2 separate regions of the Drosophila melanogaster genome follow, and region 1 is linked to region 2. Evidence: chromatin contacts called from public Hi-C data. All regions are on one chromosome and are shown on one strand. Each heading gives the region's core, a stretch centred on a gene start, on an enhancer-like site or on the middle of the called end of the contact. The rest is flanking DNA. Distances are from core to core; before and after follow the strand shown.

What was found. Hi-C and Micro-C count contacts between places; a contact is called where the count stands out from the background.
Region 1: a contact with region 2 is called in a Hi-C map of the Kc167 cell line, with 3 times the contacts expected there. The contact joins the promoter of Mnat9 here to the promoter of rod in region 2. A contact is called at or near these places in 29 of 107 Hi-C or Micro-C datasets (the Clone 8 cell line, the D17-c3 cell line, the Kc167 cell line and 6 more) and 5 of 6 datasets of contacts at active chromatin or transcription factors (the Kc167 cell line and the S2 cell line).

The regions. Positions count from the first base shown.
Region 1 is chr3R:31,611,323-31,618,656 of dm6, forward strand. Mnat9 (microtubule-associated Nat9) reads right to left here and starts at 4,838. Exons shown (of 2, transcript NM_001276219.1): 1 at 4,750-4,838; 2 at 3,962-4,682. The coding sequence starts at 4,681. The coding sequence ends at 4,079. It overlaps Med (Medea), which reads left to right. Exons shown (of 9, transcript NM_170560.2): 1 at 1-422; 2 at 657-925; 3 at 1,012-1,366; 4 at 1,565-1,786; 5 at 1,938-2,552; 6 at 2,613-2,895; 7 at 2,957-3,125; 8 at 3,182-3,308; 9 at 3,368-4,053. The coding sequence starts at 359. The coding sequence ends at 3,579. CG1792 reads left to right here and starts at 4,981. Exons shown (of 4, transcript NM_143621.3): 1 at 4,981-5,199; 2 at 5,253-5,950; 3 at 6,027-6,137; 4 at 6,200-6,515. The coding sequence starts at 5,080. The coding sequence ends at 6,389. It overlaps pasha (partner of drosha), which reads left to right and starts at 7,106. Exons shown (of 6, transcript NM_001276221.1): 1 at 7,106-7,334. The coding sequence starts at 7,216. It also overlaps a transcript of CycG not described here.
Region 2 is chr3R:31,579,015-31,586,550 of dm6, forward strand. rod (rough deal) reads left to right here and starts at 1,937. Exons shown (of 14, transcript NM_057357.3): 1 at 1,937-2,104; 2 at 2,167-2,504; 3 at 2,594-2,941; 4 at 3,002-3,201; 5 at 3,266-3,474; 6 at 3,530-4,230; 7 at 4,291-5,558; 8 at 5,620-6,014; 9 at 6,075-6,583; 10 at 6,642-7,011; 11 at 7,069-7,333; 12 at 7,404-7,536. The coding sequence starts at 2,009. It overlaps pygo (pygopus), which reads right to left and starts at 1,685. Exons shown (of 3, transcript NM_143615.4): 1 at 939-1,685; 2 at 1-871. The coding sequence starts at 616.

The DNA of each region.
Region 1 (7,334 bases), core at 3,588-6,087, 35 kb after region 2:
TTTTCGCAGGGAAATTACGCCAACTTTGTGGGAGTTCAAGTCGAGTTAGTTCAGCGCGCGCGTGTGTGTGTGTATGCGTGTGTGCAACACCCCCCAAGCCCACTCACACAAAGCCATCCAGCCGCCGTTTGTTTTGTGCTCACATTCGCGTGCCGCCTTTGTTTGGCTTTTCTTTGGCCAGTGATTCTACGCCTTGTTTTTGCCCGCCGCCGGCTTCGATTACGCCTGCTCCAGCCACCGTACGATCCCCACTCCGCTCTCCGCCGCTCACGATCCCCATTCCGGATCCGGATCCAGCAACAACGCCGCCGTGGATGCCCATGCTCGCACTCTGGGCTCGCTCGCCCAGGACTTTGGCATGGGCGGCGGCTCGGGGGCGTGTCCGCCCGCCCACATGTACGGCGCCGTAGCCCCGCAGGACAGTAAGTGAAGTTCTCTAGAGGAGCAGCAGTCATAGTGAACTCCTTTTCGAGTTGTTATTCTAAAATCGATTTGTGGCCAAGTATTGTGGACAATCCTAAATCTTACCGTAGCATTATTATTTACTGTTGATAAACTTGAAACTCTTTGAAATTTAAAATGAAATTGGATTGAGCTGTACAGTATCCGTTGATCTACTAAAAAAACTCAGAGCTAATTACCCCCACCATCTGCAGTAATTGTCCGGGACATGGTGCAAATGCCGCCGCCGCCCTCGAACGCCCCCACATCGGCGGACGCCTGTCTGAGCATCGTCCACTCGCTGATGTGCCATCGGCAGGGCGGCGAAAGCGAGGGATTTGCCAAGCGAGCCATCGAGTCGCTGGTCAAAAAGCTCAAGGAGAAGCGCGACGAACTGGACTCCTTGATCACGGCCATCACCACGAACGGAGCCCATCCCAGCAAGTGCGTGACCATACAGCGCACCCTCGATGGTCGCTTGCAGGTAGGTTGAGTCTCTCAGACTTTCTGCATCGAATTTGATAATGTGTATAAGCAATGAACTTACCACTTTACCATTCTCTATCGAAGGTTGCTGGACGCAAGGGTTTTCCGCACGTCATATACGCCCGGATTTGGCGCTGGCCTGACCTGCACAAGAACGAGCTGAAGCACGTCAAGTACTGCGCCTTCGCCTTCGATCTCAAGTGCGACTCGGTGTGCGTGAATCCCTACCACTACGAGCGCGTCGTCTCTCCGGGCATCGATCTGTCCGGCCTGAGTCTGCAGTCGGGCCCCAGTCGCCTGGTGAAGGACGAATACTCAGCGGGTCCGCTGGTGGGCAGCATGGACATCGATGGCAACGACATCGGCACCATACAGCACCATCCCACGCAAATGGTGGGGCCCGGCGGCTACGGATATCCACAGGGTCCCTCTGAATATGGTAAGACTACAGTATTGACATTAATTCGATATAGTTTGAGTTTTCGATACTGGATTTCTTGATAATTTTTCTATATTATTTATAATTTTAAACTGAATTGTTCATTTTACTTAATTGTTTACATTCGTTTATTTCTTTGGTTTTAATAATTTATTTATATTTGTTTCCTTTTGGCGATTTTATGTTGACTTTGCGTAGTTGGCGATGCCAATCCCATGAGTGCAATGTTTCCCACCGGGCGCACAATACCAAAAATCGAGCCCCAGGATGGAGTTGCTGGGTCGCGTGGCTCTTGGATGGTACCGCCTCCCCCCCGGCTGGGTCAGCCCCCGCAGCAACAACAGCAGCAGCCGCAGCAGCAAACCCCGCAACCTACACAGCAGCAGCAGGCACAATCGCAGGCAGCTGCTCACTCACTCCGTAAGGATATGGCCTTGATTATAGTTGAAGCTTCGAAAATCGAATTTTAATTACAATTTTTCTCATATGTTGGATTTTAAACTATTATAATATTTGTCTTATTAACAATTAGTTGAATACACATTAATCTTTTCCCAAAATCAACTTTCAGCTGTGCCTCACGGTATGCCGGGCATGCCTGGTCCAATGAATCCCGGTCCCGTGATGGCACCCCCACCCCCGCCGCAGCAGGCTCAGAATCCCCAGGGCAATGGGGTGCACCATACCCAGGCCAATTCGCCCACAGATCCCGCCTCCGCACTGGCCATGCAACAACAGCAGCAGCAGCAGCAGCAGCAACAACAACAGCAGCAGCAGCAACAGCAGCAATCAGGCGGTGTGCCCAATGGATCAGTTAATGCCGGCGGTGGAGCAGCAGCTGGAGGGCAGTACTATGGACAGCCACCTCCTGTTAGTCAGATGCAAGGTGCCGGTGGGGGTGGCACCTCGGTGGCCCCGTCCGTCCACGCCCAGCAAAACGGCTACGTGTCGCAGCCAGGATCCGCGGGCAGTGCTCCCGTTGGAGGTGGTGGCGTCTTTGGCACAGCCCAACCCACACCACAGCAGCCGCAGCAGCCACCGACCGGTGTGCAGGCCAATACTGGGTCTGCTGGGGCTCAGGCTGGCGCCGGAGGCGGTGCGGCTGGCACCTGGACAGGGCCCAACACCCTCACCTACACGCAGTCTATGCAACCACCAGATCCGCGCTCTCTACCCGGGGGCTTCTGTAAGTCTAGGCTATGTAGCCCACTGTGCGACTTTGTAATCCCTGTCCTTCATTTTCCAGGGAATTCGTCGCTTTCGGGTGACCTCGGCTCCCCGCAACAGACGCCTCCGCAGCAGCAACAACAACAGCAGCAACCACGCCTCCTGTCTCGCCAACCGCCGCCGGAATACTGGTGCTCCATCGCATACTTCGAGTTGGACACGCAAGTGGGCGAGACCTTCAAGGTGCCGTCAGCGAAACCGAACGTAATCATCGACGGCTATGTGGATCCCTCTGGAGGCAATCGATTCTGTCTGGGCGCCTTGAGCAATGTTCATCGCACTGAACAATCGGAACGGGCCAGGTGAGTACATCCCCCTGGGAGTAACTTGCAGAGCAGGGATTAATTACCAAGTTCCATGCAGGCTCCACATCGGCAAGGGCGTGCAATTGGATCTGCGTGGGGAGGGCGACGTCTGGCTGCGCTGTCTTAGTGACAATTCAGTTTTCGTACAAAGCTATTATCTGGATCGCGAGGCAGGACGCACACCTGGCGATGCTGTGCACAAGATTTATCCGGCCGCGTGCATAAAGGTTGGTGCAATCAAGAGAGTTTAATGTGATAGCTTAACATACATTTTCTCATGCAGGTGTTTGACCTGCGCCAGTGCCACCAGCAGATGCACTCGCTGGCGACCAATGCGCAGGCAGCGGCCGCTGCTCAGGCGGCAGCCGTGGCCGGAGTGGCCAATCAGCAAATGGGCGGCGGCGGAAGGAGTAAGTAGATGGAATCAGTTTGATTTAGGGAAAACTAATGTGTTGATGCGGTATTCCAGGCATGACAGCAGCGGCTGGAATTGGCGTGGACGATCTGCGCCGGTTATGCATCCTGCGCCTGAGCTTCGTCAAGGGCTGGGGACCTGACTACCCACGCCAGTCCATCAAAGAAACGCCCTGCTGGATCGAGGTGCACCTGCATCGCGCCCTGCAGCTGCTGGACGAAGTGCTGCACGCCATGCCGATCGATGGCCCGCGTGCCGCCGCCTAATCCGTATTTATTATTGGCCCACATCTATGCTAAGGACTCAGTTTTAGCGGCAGCTATCCGTCAGCTATTTGCGGATTTTGTGTTTTTCATTTGCAATTCTGATTACGATTATGTTTGCCTTTGATTATTTGATAATAATTTTTATAAAAAATTGAAACAACTTAGAAGTCTTAAGTATGCAGCTGTAAAGCACTAAGCATCTAGTTTTATGTACTATACTTAAATATACGCCCACACAACACCGGAGATACTGAACAAGCGGCCAATGTTTGTTGTCCATTTCCTGCCACGAAAATTACAAATTAAAAAAAAAAAAAACGAGAAGCATACACAGCATTACAATCATCCAAGCCACAGGGCGAAACAAAAAGAGACATCGATGCACCCATAAATACATTCATTTGATGTAAAATGCAGCATAAATAAGGCAAGCGAAACAAGTAGATGTAACATAAGTGTAATAAACAGACCGTGAAATTACGATTCTAAAGGCTTCTTTTCACTGATAGCACTGCATACGCAGATCCACCTGCTGGTCCAGCCAGTTGATCCAATCTGGAGTGATAGGTCGCTCCAGGGTGACCTCGTGGAAGATCTCCACTCGACGCGTCTCCACGAACATAAAACTCTTAAACAAATGCAGCGATGCAGCGTTGTCCATGTCGATCTTGACCTCGAATTTATCCAATTTAAGCTGGGGCTGCGATTGGGCGTACTTGAGCATGAGGAGCATGGCTTCCCTGCCGAATCCCTTGCCCCGTGCATAAGGTTCGGCAATCATGATTTCCGCCTCCGCCGTTGGTATCTGGCTATCGGGATCTTGGTGCAGGAAGAGATTGGTGTCGCCCACCATGGCGGCAATCTCATCCTGATCACGCGAATAAGTCTCTGCATCCAGGACAATGAAGGTCAGCTTGTCGCTGTCCTCCCTCCAACTCCTTTGCATCTCGTGCTCCTCTTCTAAGGTCAGTTCCTCGGATGCGGTCAACTCCCTCAGGGTCTCGTTGCTCATCCACTCGTGGTACTTGGGCACGTGGCGCGCTTCGTAGGGCACAAGGATGACCCTGTGACCCAGTATTTTGGTGTTCTCGTTTAGATGCATCCTTAAATTTGGAAAAACTTAGGAATATTCTACAATCTGGAAATATTTGTTATTGTAAGCTTGTTTACATCAATCAGCTGCTCAAGCTATATAGTGGCCACCTGAATCTACACTGTAAGGAATTCTCTTTGCGTAAGCACTGCAAATAAGGTAATATTTTTGAAATGAACTCTTAAATCGAATGGAGAAAAGCGAGTAATCAAATAAAGTAATATCAAATAATCAATCGAATTAAAAATTAAGATCTGTTCAGGAATCCCCCTTACGATGTTGTGGCAGCGGTGCCACATCTTCTTAGCTATAACAGTCTGGCATTGCCAAAGGAGCAACAATATGAAAAGCAGAGCAATTTTCTGATTAATTTTTTCTTAAGTGTTACTAAATAAATAAGTTTAAAAATGCCGAATCGTAATTGCCGGACTTGCGGCCTGTTCATTTTCTGTTCGACGCCCAGTAACCTCTTCGAGGAGCCCAATTCCGTAATGCTGCACCAGATCGAGGTTCTTACTGGTTTGTTTGTGAGTACCTTTCTATTTTTGTGTTTTCAAACTTAAGTCTGGATTATCCGTAGTTGCTCGGCGGACCCGGGAACGAGCTGCCCCCCTTTATTTGCTCACCCTGCGAATTGGACCTGCAGACGGCGATTGCTTTCCGGGAACGTGTGATTCGAACCCAAAAAACGCTGCAGGAAAGTCCCAACCTGGGGAACGCGGAATTGATCGAATCCTTCGCAGTTGGTGTGGAGAAGGAGATTCAGTACGCTGAAGAGGTCACCGAGATCGAGGTTATAGACCTTCTACCCGAGGAACACCTGCTGGAAGAGACGGAAGAGCCGTACGAAATATGTGAGCAGAACGAGCAGCCCCAAGTGAAGGTTCCTGCGCAGGAGAAGAAGCTCCGCAGAAGTACAAAGACCACGCCCACAGTCTTTACCTCCGTTAAGTTTGCGGACAATAGCCAGGCCACGCGCACCCAGTGGAGCAGACTCACCGAGGACGAAGTGGTGGCCCTAAAGCGGGAGCGACGCAAGCGGGATTGCATATGCGAGCAGTGTGGCCGGCACTTCACCTGCCCCAGCAACTTCAAGTTGCACCTCCTCCGACACACCGGCGTAAAGAGCTTTGCCTGTGACCAGTGCTCCCAGCAGTTCTACACTGCTACGCTTCTGCGGCGCCACCAAGAACTGCATGCGGGGAATGCTTTGTTTCAGTGTCGCTACTGCGAGGCAACCTACAGCAACGCCAGCGGACGCATCCAGCACGAACGCATGTACGACAGAACTCGTTCCCATTCATGAAACGTCTAATGCTTTTCACATATTTCTGACCACTTTCCATTTCATCAGGCGCCACACGAATGTCAAGCCCTTCACGTGCAAGGAATGCAATAAAAGCTTTGCCATGAGCGGAAAACTCCGCACGCACATGCTGAGTCACACCGGAGTGCGAGCGTTCCAGTAAGATCTTAGTTACCTGAAGTTTTATTGAGGATCCTTGACTCTGTTTATCTGTTTTTCAGCTGCGACTCCTGCCAAGTCTCCTTCGTTCGCCGCTCCCACCTGACCTCCCACTATCGCTCAAAAGGTCACGCCCACACTTCAAGCGCCCAGGCGGCACTGGACAATCCTGTGGAACTGGACGTGAAGGCCAGTAACGGCATGCAGACAGGGGCTAAGGATGAGGCTTTACTAGGAAAAAGTGGATCTTAGGATAAACTGTACTAAAAATCAATGGATCCCCGATCTGATATTCGGATTAATACTCAATGCACTTAATATTAATCGAAAATGGAATATGTTCAAATATGGCTGTGTTGAATAAAAACTGATTTTTTCAAAATGGCCAATAGAGATTACCTTACTTAGGCTGCGCACTAATTTTTAGTTACATTATTTTTATGTTTTAAAATATAATAAAATCTAAATTCGAACATTGTTTACCGGCTTGGGGAGTAGCCAGCATTTTAAAATGTCATGAGCCTGGTCACACTGTCTTGCACTAAATAAATTAGGGGGCGTCTTTAAATTGCAAAATTTCTTGCAAAATCAGTAGAAAAGTGCTTGGAGCTGCTGTTACAATAGATCCTAAGACCAAACGTTCTTCTCCGGAGGATAATACCTGGAACCATCACTAACCCCAATTCAAAAGTGTCAATCTGTTTCCGCAAAACTGCATGTGGTGTTTGTTTCGCTTGTTTGGTTATTTTTCCCAACTAACATCCTCTCTCTAAAATCTCGATTTCGTACTTGAATTGCGCAGCTTTTGCTTTGGGATTTTGTCCGACAATTAGGCAGAATCCATAGCGAAAGACGCAGCAAGTAGCATCGTTTACAATCCGCGAAAGTGCAGTCGCAGAATTTTCCGGCGGGGCTTCTGGCTTAACCAATGTGGCACTTCCAATGAGAAATCAATTGCAAGGCGTTGGATGCTCTCAGTATTGGTTATTGGCGAGATTGGCCCCGGGACAGCATTACTAGACAGTTCCGATCAGTCCGCACTAAACCCCTCCCGCTTTAGACACACACATCCAATACAATGGCGGAGAAGCCGCTGGCCGACTGCCCGGACTCTGGGCAGGTCCGCAAGCGTCCCCGGCTGGAGGACGAGGAGCAGGAGCTCAAGGTGGCCGGCTTTTCGCTGAGCGCCATCGAGGA
Region 2 (7,536 bases), core at 687-3,186:
GTCCGACGCCTGGTCCCGGTCCCATTTGATGGGGGTGCATGGGGCTCATTCCTCGCATTGGAGGTGGACCACCCATGTGCGGATGTGGGCCATGTGGGTGACCCATAGGTCCGCCTGGATGATGCGGGTGCATATGGGGATGCATGTGAGGCGGGGGAGGAGGTCCACCGCCCATGCCCATGCGGTCTTCCCAGTGCGGGTGCCCACCCGGTCCACCGCCGCCAAAGTGACCACCTCCTGGTCCGCCGCCCATCTGATTCATGGCCGCCATCGCCGCGGCCGCTGAGCTGGACATCGCCGACACCTGGGGACTGTCGTCGAATGGATTCGAGGCAATAATGGTGTCTCCGAAGCCTCCCATTGGCGGAGGGGGCAGCAAATCCTGCGGTGTGGGTGGCGCCTGCTGCTGCTGCATGGAATTCGCAGCAGCTGCTGCAGCCGCCGCCGCAGCCACCGCTGCAGCGGAGTTGGCGGCACTTGAGGTTTTTCGCCGCTTCTTCGGATTGCTCGGCGCCGAGATGATGTCCGTGGGAGGCGGCGGCTTAAAATCGGGCGGACAGAGTCCGCCCGCTGGACCCGGCAATCGATATGGCGCCATACCAAGATTGTGGGTCATATTCGAGGTGTTCTTCTTCCGAATGGTGGCAGCTTTTCTTCAACGGCGTGGGGCAAGAAATTCGGTTGTAGCGGCGTCGCCAATCCCGCGCAGGAGATCTCGACGCTGGTAAAGGAGTGGGTTTGGTTCTGATGTCCCTAGGGAGGTGGGCACAAATCCACTGGATCCTTCGGTGACCAACTACAATGGGTTATGCTTGGTGGGCTTGGGCTTTCTGCCGGTTATCCGGCCTGCGACCGCCTGGAGTTTGAGTTCCTGGGAGTGTGAAGGGTGCCAAATGAGTATCTGGCATCCTGTGGGTCAGTCCTCCTCAACTACTCACCAAGACATCTCCTGGCCAGGACCCTTATGAAAATCGCGTTTTTAAAGCAACTGACTCCCAAAACGCAGGTAAACACTTTCGGCGCAACGAACGGCAACCCCGCTTATTTTTCGGGTTGGCAACTCTACCCTGGAAACCCAGCGTCGTGTTGTCTCGTTTCAAAGCGCCAAGCACCTGCCGCTTCTCAGTTTCTTACTGATCCTTGATCACTTCAGGTCAGGAGTTCGTTTTTTTAGCACTCTGCACTGCGGTTTGCCACTAATTCCCCTTCATAAACCCTTCAAAGGGCGCTTTCTGGCAGCGCTCTTCTTCTTGCCAGCGATTTTATGTCCTCCGCTGCGCTTCCCGTTCCGTTTTAATTGCAGTGCAGCGCTTAACTGTTGTTTATTTACGGGTTCTTTTTGCGTTTGTCTTTAATCGGAAAACAAAACAACCGGCGGTTATTTCCCAAGGAAATTGTGTTAGGGTTTACGCGATTTGTGAAGCCTGCGTTTTCGGTTGGCTTTTTGTTGATTTGATGGCCACTGCAGCATCCACTTTTAATTAGCGCCGTTTATAGGAGCGGCACACGCACGGATTACCGTTACGCGGATTCGGCGGTCCGGCGGACTGACCACTGAACCGTTATATAGCAGCAGCACATTAACCTTTGTTTATTTTGACCAATTTTTGCGTGCGAAGAAGCGAAATATAAATAATTTTCATTGCAAGTCCGCCAGTGTGACCGTTTGCGCACGTCAAGAGAAATGCCGGAATTCCGTCGGCGGCTCAGTGTGGCCAAAGCAAGCCAGCACGAAGTAGTTTGCAACTACGTTAACATTTAAAAAGTAATAGGTTTAAAGGAGAAATTACGATTTGGACATACGTCATTTAAGTAATAAATATAAATTGCGTAAACGTATTAGCCCCAAGGTCAATACGTAGTGTGTCTTCATGCCGCCAATCGTCTATCGATATGCGGGTAATGTTATCGGCAAACTCTCAGGCGACGCTTGTTTATTGGCGGTGTTTAAATAAAGAGTTTAAAATTGGCAGGTTTTGCACATTAGGCTAGAGCGGATTGAACAGCAATGTGGAGCAACTTCGAGGCGTCCTCCCTGGAGGACGAAACCATCTCCAACATATTTTCGTCGCGAGGCATCTTCCAAATAAGCAGTGAAGAGGAAGTGAGTCCTTATTGTGCAGAATCTGCAGTTGGGTTTCTACGCTCGCCTTCTTTCATTGTCAGGTAAACAAATATCCAGATGTCATGGCCTCCGTGCAGTGCGGCAAGATGGTCATTGGCATCGACAAGAGCCTTTTGCTCCTGGAGGACGAACTGGTGGCCAAGTGCAGCTTTCTGGCATTCGGGGCAGCCATTGAGGCCATTGCCATTTCTTCAAGCGGCAACCTGATTGTATGCGGCCTCAGCGATGGCGAAGTTCACGGAGTGTTCATCAAGGGCCTGCTCCTGTTCAGCGTGGCCGTCAATCTGGAGGACGTGAGCCTAACTGGCGGGACCTTCCGGAGCATCCATCAACTGGATCAGCGGTTTTACTTCACCTGTAAGAATGGAAGCATCTATAGGTAAGCCATTCACAGAGATGGGCTCTGGCATATGCGTGATAAAACTGGATCTTGACATTATTTCATTAAACGATTCAAACGCTGTGTAGCTTAAGCGACATTGATGAGACCTGCTTGGAAACGTTAGGCAATATGAGCCTGAATGAAAACGAAACTATAGCTTGCGAAAAGGCCCTGCTCGAGGACGTCACCATTCAACGTCTTTCCAAGGGCAGATCCTCGTGCAGCGTGGACTGTGCAGTGCTGCTCAAGCGGCTGCTGACCGGCAACATCAGTGCCGAGAACAATCAGGATGATCTGGAGGCGCAACCCGGTCTAGTTATCACTGGAGATCAAAGCACTATGAACTTTAGGAATGCAGCCAATGACGTGACACGAATAAATTTGCCCGCTCAGTACGGCAGCCTAAAGCAGATCTTCAACTTGGAACACTATATGTGAGTGGGTTTGCTTATTGTGGTGCTAGAATCCCTCTAACGTGTATCTGGGTTTTGCAGTATCGCACTCACCGATTCCGGCCACTTGGTGGAGATTTGTCCATACACTCGCACAGTGTACATGTGTCAAACTACCCAACAAAAAAATCTGCTCATCGAGGATCTGCTGGTTATGGAGTGCAGCGAAGATAACATTGAGCTTCTGGTGCTGACGAAATCAACGGCGGAGGGACGCTTCATTAAGATAGTGGAGTACCCAAGTATGAGTCCAGCAAACATAAAACATAAACATACAGTAAGGCTAAAAACCTTGTGTCATTGCAGCGCTCAATGTGAAGAACGAGGTAGAAGTTCCTGATCACGCATGGCTTGTGCGTCAGCCTAAGTGTGCGGTCAATCTGTATTATCTGGCTGCCAAGGAAGTCAACCAGAGCAGCATACCCTCCGTGGTGGAGATGATGCTCGTTTCCGAGACCGACCCCAGTGATCGTTTTAAGAAGCTGATTTGCAAGGGGCGACTGGAGGAGGCTGAGGTATTGAGTATAATTGATCTCTTAGTCATTCATTATCCATTAACATTTGCAACAGGAATTTGGCAAGCAGTTTGAGCTGTGCCTCCAGCCCATCTATGAAGCCAAAGCGAAACGCATTTTGGTCGAGCTTTGCAACTCGAATTCACAAAACGTGGACACTAAATTCCAAGACTTGCTGCAACTGCTGTCTCAGGTGGAAAGTAAGGCATTCATAAAGAGCCATCGCATGATCAACTTGAACTCGAGGCACATCCTTGAGCGGTATCTTCACGAGGTCAAGAAGCGGTTGACTTTTGAGGACGACGAGGAGGATATGTTGGAAATCGACGAGCAACTGCACCGACTTAAAACTCTGGCCATAATAGATCCCTACGAATGCAACACGGATTGGCAGAAGTTTATTTACGATAACAACTTGGTCAGGATGGTCAAGTCGCTATTCAACACAGATATGCCCACGGCTTGTCTCATTTGGCGGCGGCATTCGAGCAGCATTCTGCCGCTGCTAAACGAAGATGAGTTGCGCACGCTTTTAGGGTTCATTCCGAGCAACACCAAGCCCTTCAACGTTGTCCAGTGGTTGCGTCAGTTCATTCCGATGGTCAGCAACACCCATCCTAGCATAATGCCCTTTATCACTGACTGGAGTATTGAGATGACGCGGAATCTGCAGTATAGTCCGCATTGGCCGGATATCGGCCTGGAGTTCTGCACAAAGATACTGGACATTTTTGAGGAAATCCAGTTTACTTACTCGTAGGCAAATCCTTTTTTCGCCCTAAAATATGATAGATTTAACTTGTATATCCGTTTCAGCGATGTGCGGCGTCAGCAAGAGCGCAACGTTGGAAAACTGCGGGATCTTGTCAACGCACTGCAGGATCTTTCTGTGCTTAAGACCAACTATAACATGGGCTTTACACTGGACAACTACATGCAGGATTCCATCGACGCCACTGCGTTGAGCATTTTGCAACACGTTCAACTAGATAAGCTTCAGCGTCTGGTGAAGAACTTCATGTACCCGATCTTCCAGGAGAAGGGACGGCAGCCACTGGACGTGATTAAACAGTACATATCACAGTTAGTAGCCAGTCGGCTATCTTCTAGTTCATGGCTGGATCGGGCGATGGCTTGCATTGAGCTGCTTCACAACGAAGACAGCCGTTTGGAGTGCGCCTTGTCTGTGCTGCAAAACGCACCTGTGCCCTGGCCTGATACACTAGCTCCTCTAATCCGGCTGCGTGCCTCCACTCATCCATTGGCCGTGAAGATCAATGCCGAGTATGAGATTCAGGTGATTAAGATCATGAAGGTCAAGTACGGCTGGCCGGCCGACAGCTCCGATATCAACCTGGAGCTTTTCATGATGCGCATTGTGAAGTTGAACCTTCCGGACATGCTGGACGACATCAGCGCCCTCACCAAGGCGGCGCCGGAGTTATCAACTAGTGCCAACTTTAACTGCTGCTATCAAATGGCACGGAGAGGACAAGTTGAGATGGCTTATGAATTCTTCAAAAAGCTGAATGGTGAGAAAAATTCGAAGAGCGCGAAGGAAGTGGTGGAGATCATGGCTAACATCTTGGAGAACAGCTCCTCTGCTTCGTTTGAAAGTGATATTAAAGTGCAGGAGCACCTGAACGTCCTTGAGCTTTTTAAGTTGTTCTTGCCGCATGTTGAGTCCGTTTATGAGCGCCGCTACCTAGTGATCAAGCATCGTTTCCGCCTAAGGAAATTCGGCATCCTTTTGAGCTGCAGCAGCGAGCTGATACCGCTGCACAGACGTCATTGCCTTCTGGATGAGGCCATTGAAAGGATAATTGAGCGGGCCCAGGCCACGCTGAATGTGTCCGCATTCATAGCCAGCGAAATAAGCGAACTGTGTACCGCTCTCGGTCTTCCGAAAGTATTTGGTTTGCACCGCATTTGCCAACGCATTGGATGCCTGCCCCTCAGCTGCGCCCTCGCTTATCATGTTGTAAGCTTCGTCGACTGTGTGCCCGCCAATGCAGGCGAGTTCGTCAATCTTGCACTTGAGCTGCTGGTTCAGCAAATTGAAAGCGCCAAGGGAAAGAATCAGGGTAAGTCGTATACAGCTATGCAACAATGGGATTGAACGAAAAATCCATTTATGTTTTGCAGAAACGGCCTCCTCCCTGCAGTTGATCAATGAAAACGATCCGCTTAGCTTTTATTTAGCGTACGAGTTGCTCACCTCCGCCCTGCTCCACGAGAGCAGCCGTCGTCACGATCTAGTTGAACTCATCAAATACATACGCGTGGCCGTAATCCACTACCCGCTAGACGCCATTAAGAGTCACTACGACGGCAAGGAGCAGGCCGTCAACGAGCACATCTGCCGGGCCCTCGATGGGATTTCGGTAGCCCTGGGCGAAACCACAATAAACTTCAGTTGTGCTCTTAACGGATCCTTTGACGTGAAGACTCTGACGGTTCCAACGACTACGAAGAAGCGCTACTCGGTGTCCATGTTTGATGAAGTAGAAGTGCAGCCTATCCAGCAGCAGCCTCAGAAGGTATTGATCGTAGACAGCTATAATTGACTATAGTTATAATGCTTTCTGTTGTCTTCGAAGAAAAGCGTCGGAGGTCGCATGGCAATAGTGAAGTTCTTGGCTCGCACTCTGTTGCTTATGGTAATCGAAACGGAGCCAAACAACTCATTGCTGATGCAGGTTCGCAATGAACTGCCGGAGAACACAAAAGCGGATGTCGAAAGTGCTTGCGCTGACTTCTTTCTGTCACTGGAGCACTTGACGAAGGTGAAGGAGCACGACGCTTGGTACGTTATGTCGCAATATCTGCTGGATTTCCAGAAGCAAAACTGTCGCACGAAGCGGATCATCAACGAGGGCTTTATTACGCTGCAGCTGCGCCGCATATTCCGAAATGCGATGGGGAGCAAAGATGTGAACTTCATAGAGCTTTTCACCATGTTGGTGGTGGACAGCGAGGCACTAGCGCTGCTGGAGAAGCTCTCCGTTGAAGTAAAGACCGATCTGCAAAAAATCAACTTCCTGACACTATCCGCCATGTACCACGAGCATATCGAAGACTTGGACAGTGTGCACATGATACGCACCAAGTAAGTGAAGTATTACATTAAAAGTCTAGATGTTAAACTTCGTTTTATTGGTTTGCAGGAGATTGAAACTCTTCTATTACCTGGAGTTTTGCCAACAGGATCATAGAATAAAGGGCAAGTTCAATGCCGACATGGACAACATAGAGGACCTGCTTAAGGAGTTTCACAATAAGCAACTTGACGTTCAGCTTTTGGAACGCATGAGCAAGGACTTTGGGTTCGACTACCAAAAGATTCTTATTACCCAGATACTAAGCATATTGAGCGCCCAGGAGTTGCGCTTCGAGGTGAAGAGGGATACCTTCGGCGACGAGGAACTGGTTATGCTAAGCAGCGCCCAGGAAATGCGCGATATGTGCCAACCGTACATTAATGAAATCAATAATGTCGAGCTCTTTACTTCCAAGTTAAAACACTTTATTGAAGACGTAAGCTCACTGATGCCACAAATAATCTTTTTTTTAATATCTTTGCAAATCGTTTAGATCAACATTTACTTCTACGAGTTGTACATGTGTGTGATCAACATCCTAATGTACTTCGATTCGGCTCCGAAGGAAATGGAAATCTGGATGAACATTTTGCACTTCCTGAGACACAAGATGATCACCAGAAGACGCAATCGGCCAGGTCAGGTGGAAACCGACACGTGGCTGAAATCACAAAGGGAAAATGGCGTTATGCCGAAGATATCTCGATATCGTCTGCCTTTTAAGCCCATCGTAGAGCAACCTCTTAAGGATATTCTTGGTATATTCAACTGAAATAGTTTAATGCTTAATGCTTCTGTTTAATTATAGTTTCCGCTTCTTCTATTCAGACAGCGAACTAAACGTGGACAACTGCCAAAGCTGGTTTCCACTGATTCAGATGTACACGGCTTTGAAGGGATCCAAGGATAGTTCCCAGAACTGTGACTACTTCTGCATGTCAGCAGTAAAGAATTCGATATC